Linked DNA regions of Zea mays: region 2 is linked to region 1. The links are chromatin contacts, called in public Hi-C maps. All regions are on one chromosome and are shown on one strand. The core of a region is the stretch at or near the end of the contact, and the rest is flanking DNA. Distances in the headings are between cores, read along the strand shown. Region 1 holds the start of LOC100382084. Region 2 holds the start of CYP714B3 (Cytochrome P450 714B3).

Region 1 (3,010 bases), core at 273-2,772:
GCTTTCTATAGCTTACTGAGTCTAGGAAGGTAATAACATCACTAAAAAGCTATCGTTGGCTTCTCGGAATCAAAAGCCCAGCAGCAGCTTTTCAAAAAAGCTTAGAAAGTTGCAGCTCAAACAAACAGAGCCTAAGAGCCCTACGAAATAGTTCAAATGCAACTAGATTCTGGTGAGGAGCTGATGCAAATCACTTCTCCGTTATTACGAACTGGGAGCTAAAAAACATTCTCCATAGCTCTCTGTTCAACCACTGCTAGAATCAATCTAGAATCACTCCCTACCCTGCTCCCCACCTTGGTCCCCACCAGAAGCACTCTCATCACAGAATCAAGAAGCATCAGGATTCAGGAAGGAGTCCTCTACCAAACTGGCCCTAAGCCGCACTGAGGTCTAGAGCCTCATTCAACTACCTCCCACAACAAAAATATATGCCGTCCTCCTAACAATATTCCTATTCATAACAGTAACTCTCTTACTGCTGCAAAAGAAGGCAGTAGTATTTGTATCTAATTACTATCTCATCATCAATTCATCACAAATCCAAATTAATGTGGTATTTGATATTATTATGGACAGAATCTGTAAGATGATACAGTTGGAAATTTGCCACTGATTGAATGATACGTGGGTCCACCTGAACCTCTGAATTATGGATCTGGTTGCTAAACAGAACCAGGTGGCTCATATGCATACATACGTATTCTATATATATACTACTTTAAAGCACCAGTTTTGACGATCGTCCTGTATCAAACGCGAAACGCATAGGTTTATTCCTCTCCCCCTATCAATGGTCCATTACCACATAGATAGGCAGTGAAAACCACCCAGGGCTCCTTTCAACTCAGACAATTCTAGGCTTTTTGGCAAAGATAAAGTGTAATATTTATTTTTGTGTGCCGCAGCAACACATGAGCATTGTACTGTCTACTGTGTGTGTGTATATATATGGGGGGCGCGCTAGGACATAAACCCTACGGCTACAAGACCCTGATTATTGGATTAAGACTTAAAACCCTTGAGGTAAGCAAGATATTCCACCAGTGAATGGCACGATATGGCAGATCCGAAGATGATTGAAGCTATCATAGTACAGCACCTAATAATTGACCTGAAATGACCCCCGGTTCGTCTACCCCACCCAGTCTGACATAGCTTTTCGTACTGCGATCACAAATTCACAATCCCTAACCACGTGCGCTCCCCCCACCCCGACCCGCATACGCGGACCCCAGTCGGCAGTCGCGACAAAAAAAGGTAATCCCCCTCCACTCCTGTTGCATCTGACCCAACGAATCCACGACTCCAATCAGGATCACCCAGCGAGCCGATCGCACCCCACACAGACTTGGCGGCGTCGGCCAATCGAGACGGCGTGGATTGTACTGGATTGGACGGGGAGAGCTGAGAGAACTGGGGGGAGCCGCGTGCGGAGTGTACCTGGGAGGGTGCGAGGAGGCCGGCAGGCCGCCGGGACCGGCGCGATGATAGGGCTGCTAGGATGTTTGCGGGGGGTGCGGGGGAGGGGGGAAATTCTGGGTGGGACGATCGCCTTTAGCCGACGATGGGGCGGGGAGGGGGGGGGGGGGGGGGGGGGGGGGGGGGGGGGGGGGGGAGAGAGAGAGAGAAGCTGCGGGGAGGGGGAGGCGAGAACCTGCTGCGCAAAGAGGAGGACGACACCCACCAGTTGCCCGGGACTGTCTACAGCGGTTTCCCCTAAATTTTTCCCCCTATATCCTATTTCCATGCCACATCATCACCCTCTCTCCCCCTATATATTCACCTTCTGCAATGGTTTCCTCTATACCATATCTCTAAATCCCACCATGCTACTAAAATATACATTGCGCTACAGCTAACTCAACTACTGGTTCTCTGCTCGGTGGCGCGGCAACCTATGGAGCGGGACGATGACGTCCATGGCAGTGCACTCGATGACAACAGCGAGGTGGGAGGACGATTTAGCGTCACGCTTGACGGAGAGGGAGAGAGAAGCCTGCTGTGGTATTGAGGGCATTGAAGGGGGAACCGATGCAGTGTATAGGGGGATCCTGTTGCCGCTACAGAATGGGAGGGGGGAGGGAGGCGTTCACCGTTGAAGACAGTCTCACGGGGAAGCGCACCTCTGCCTCTCTCGACTCTGGACCATGGTGCATGGTGGGGTATAGCAGTATAGGCCCATGAATAGGGATGAAAACGGTCAAAAACGATCGAAAAAATAGCTAAATTGTTTTTGTTTTTATATTTTTTGGTCGGGACGAAAACGAAAACGAAAACCAAACCAAATGGTCGCAATACAGGATCGGAAGTGTCGGTTACTCGGAAACGATCGAAAACAATAAACTATAGTCGGAAAGATAACTATTTTGTAGTTTTATCAAAAACATAATAAAGTGATGTATTGCCTAATTTTTAAGATTTAGAAATACACAAACAACTCTTTTTCATCATTCATAATAGTTAGAGTAATTATAACATTTGTTTTTCGCGTATTCATTCACTTGAACACAACAAAAGTCTATAACTTAAATAAATTATGTGCTAGATCTATCTCATATTATATAAAACGGTAGAAAACGGTATTAGCACGACTCGAAAATGAAAAATACGAAAACGATCGAAAAACTAGCTAAATCGTTTTCGTACCGTTTCTAATCGGTTCTTGAACAATTCGAAAACGATCGGAAAAAAACAGTATTCGAAACGGGATGGGACGGGAATTTCCCGTCACGTTTTCATCCCTACCCATGAAGCCTCGCCATGGAATTTCTTGCCGTTATGATGCGCTTGGACGGCTTCAGATGGCTCGTGAAAAAACATTCCGAGCCACAGTACAGAACTAGAGATATCAACGGGGAATTCTCCATCGGTTATAGTATCTCATACCCATCCTCATCCCCATCATGTTTGATCTATCCCCATATCCATCATGGGTACAAGACTCATCCCATACTCATCCTCATTCGGGTTTCGGGTCCCCAATAGGTCCCATCCCTAATTAAGGGAT
Region 2 (3,270 bases), core at 5-2,504, 320 kb before region 1:
GCCATGAGACACGGACCGTCCACCCGTTGAAAACCCAAAAAAACCCGAAGGTGTCGGGTTTGATAAAATTCATTTTAGCGTCCTCGCGGACCGTTTGGGGTGCACAGCCGGACCGTTTGCGACTGCTTTATCTGACATCTGATGACGCAGTTAATGCACTTATAGACATTGATACAGTCGTTATTGCCGACCATTGAGATTTTAACCGTTGATATGCAGGGATGGACCGTCCGGCCAAGGGGCACATACCGTTCGCGTGTGGCAGGAAATTGGTAACGGCTATGTAGTGGTTGAGGGCTATAAATTCAACCCCAACCACCTCCATTCAATACAACCAAGCTTCCACAACTCACATTCATTGCAAGGAGCAAAGACTTCACTCCATCCACACTCAAAGCATCAAATCCATCTCCAAGTACCATAATTGTGTTCGAGAATCATTTGTGATTAGTGCTTTGGAGAGACACAAAAGAGTGTGACATTGTGATATTTTGTTGCTCTTTGGCTTGGTGTTTTGATCGTGCTTTTTTCCTCTCTTTCTAAATTCTCTCTTGTAAAGCTAGCAAGAGACACCTAATTGTGTGGTGATCCTTGCGGGGTCTAAGTGACCCTCGAGATTAAGGACAAACACTCGACCGATATAAGTGACAGTTTGAGAATGGGAAAGGGTTGAAAAAGATCCGACCTACGTGGCCTCCTCAACGGGGAGTAGGTTCTTTGGAACCGAACCTCGGAAAACAAATCGCCCGTGTCTTTGTGCTAATTTTGTATTGCGATTTGATTCTTCTTCTCCCCCCTCTCTAAGTTCTCTTGCTTGCAATCGTTTTGAGTTTAGCTCCAAAAGTTATCCGTTATCCATTGATTGAGCAACTCATGACAAGAAGAACTCTCTTTCGTATTCCGATTTCATTATTACTCGTTCTTAACGTTGACCCCGGATAAAGTTTAAGTTCAAAGTTTATAATTCCCATCGCACAAGACCGTGAATTTGAGAGCTTTCTACTATATGGCTCAAGTCAGAAGCCAAACAGTTAACTGTATTTGGAATGAGCGAGTTATGTTCATATCACGGTTGAACCCTTTTGATGTACGGCGAGAAGCTGGGAAATCAACTCTGAGTAAACATGGGCACACTTGGGGATTTTATCGTGTTGCGGCCCACCCGCTCGAAGGATGCACATGTGAGTGGCGGCCGGCCCTCTTGCAAGCGCCAAGCTTCTTTACTCGGGAGCCTTTTATGTCAAAGTTGGCAACCTTCCCCGAGTGGCCGAGTTCCTCACTCAGCTGGGGACACCACCCGGCCACCCTCACCTCTCAATATACATACCACCACCACCTTCATCAACCCCTGGGCCTGGCACTCATAGCTCGTTCGTAGCAAGAGAGAGAGAGAGAAGAGTGGGAAGTCTCACGCCATCAGGGAGAGGGGAGCGAGGATCACATCTCTCGTAGCGCGCGCGAAGCTATATAATAATGGAGGTGGCCATGGCCGTGAAGGTGCTGCTGAGCCTGTGCTGCGTGGGGGCGTGCGGCCTCGCCGTGTACCTCTACCACATCCTCTGGCTCGTGCCGCAGAAGGTCCTCGCCAAGTTCGAGGACCAGAAGATCGGCGGGCCGCGGCCGTCGTTCCCGTACGGCAACCTCGCCGACATGAGGGAGGCGGCCGCCGCTGCGAAGGCTGCGCGCGCGTCGGCACGCAGTAGCGGCAGCGGCGGCGGCGGTGGCGGCGGCATCGTGCACGACTACCGCCCGGCGGTGCTGCCCTACTACGAGAAATGGAGGAAAGAGTACGGTGCGTACGTGTCTTCGCCCTTCTACGCTTTCATACACACTGCATTTGTTGGTGTGTGTCTGGGGGGCACGCATGTGCTACGGCTTTCTCCATGCCTAGCTAGTTTGAAGTGTGCTATGATGCTTGCTTTACTCTCTCGTTCTGCACTTCTGCTCGCTTGCCGCTGTTGATAACCTTAAAATGTTTCACCGCTCTAGCTCCCAGCTGGACGAGCCAATTAATCACTAGTTTAAGAAATCGGATTGATGAAACAAATACGCAATATGTATATCTGTCTGATGTAATTAATTGGGATGAGAGCAGTACTGAGTCAGTGGCTTGTGTTAGCTTTTACTTGAGTTCAGTGGACGTGTTCTGTCACTAGTATCGTAGGTAGCCACACCGAGTAGTACTAGAGACCGACGACACTCTGGGGATGATAAGGTGACTAAAAAACGTTGGTTCATTGAACGCCTTAATTTGCAGTACAAAACAACACTTAATTAGATGGCAAACATCAGCCTTTTAGGCATGTAATCCAAGCCCCCATAATTTGGGATAGAAGACCAACCAGTAGGATAGCAGCAGACAGATGGGTGAGTGTTGGTAACATGTCTAGCCCAATAATTGAGCCATCTAATAAGTTAGTTGTTGGGGGCACTCCACAGGCCAACAGGAATACGGCGGCCGCATGTCACCACACCGAGTAGTAGCAACAATAATCTCGCGCACCACTTCTTTACTCTCTCTGTCACCGAGTGCCATCCTTGTCAAGGACCCGGCAATGATGGTGTTGATTTGTGCACATATAGTTGAACGGTACTAAAAGTGTGTTTGGTTGGATCATTGAATATACAAGGAGGGATGAAAGAGAGCTGCCACAGTTTCTATAGTGTTTGATAAAAATCATGTGGGAACGAGATAAACACTGAAGTATTTTTTTGTGACGACGTGATCCAAAAAATCGAATAGACGATGTCACCGGCTCACCGCTATCTCATCTTATTTTAACCTCAAACCAAACACATGTGCGAGAAAAATAACTCCATTATTTCGTGCTGGTGCTGGCCTTACGCTCATGACTTCCTCGCGCGGCTTAATAAGCTACTTTTGCTGTTGCTGTTTACTGTTGGGCAGCAGGATAAATTAGGTGAGCTGGCCATCACGGCGTGCAGCTAGCTAGCTCCCTGGACTCTAGCGGCACGGACCGGAGAGACGTAACGATAAATAGAACAAACAAAACGTACAGAGGTCTGAAACGAACGAATCGTAAATAAAGCCGGGATGGGGTTGAGACGATGGTTTGGTTTTCTTTTTTTTTTTAAGATCATGTTCTGTAGGTTTGGCGCAATGCAAAAGGACAGGACAGGACTGGCCGGGCCTTGGGAACCGACCGGGAGCTAATTAGCTAGCTCTAGCCAAGTAGATCGATGCTGGCCCCATGCTTCTTGCTCCTGATCGTTCAACTAATATATTCTGGTCTCTATCCTTTCTGAATT

Evidence for each region. A called contact is a pair of places that touch in the nucleus more often than the background predicts.
Region 2: a Hi-C map of bundle sheath shows a contact between it and region 1, with 2.8 times the contacts expected there. The contact joins the promoter of CYP714B3 here to the promoter of LOC100382084 in region 1. A contact is called at or near these places in 3 of 25 Hi-C or Micro-C datasets (bundle sheath, ear and leaf).

The regions. Positions count from the first base shown.
Region 1 is chr1:54,497,694-54,500,703 of Zm-B73-REFERENCE-NAM-5.0, reverse strand. LOC100382084 reads right to left here and starts at 1,522. Exons shown (of 8, transcript NM_001174847.1): 1 at 1,444-1,522.
Region 2 is chr1:54,822,021-54,825,290 of Zm-B73-REFERENCE-NAM-5.0, reverse strand. CYP714B3 (Cytochrome P450 714B3) reads left to right here and starts at 1,254. Exons shown (of 5, transcript NM_001397138.1): 1 at 1,254-1,792. The coding sequence starts at 1,474.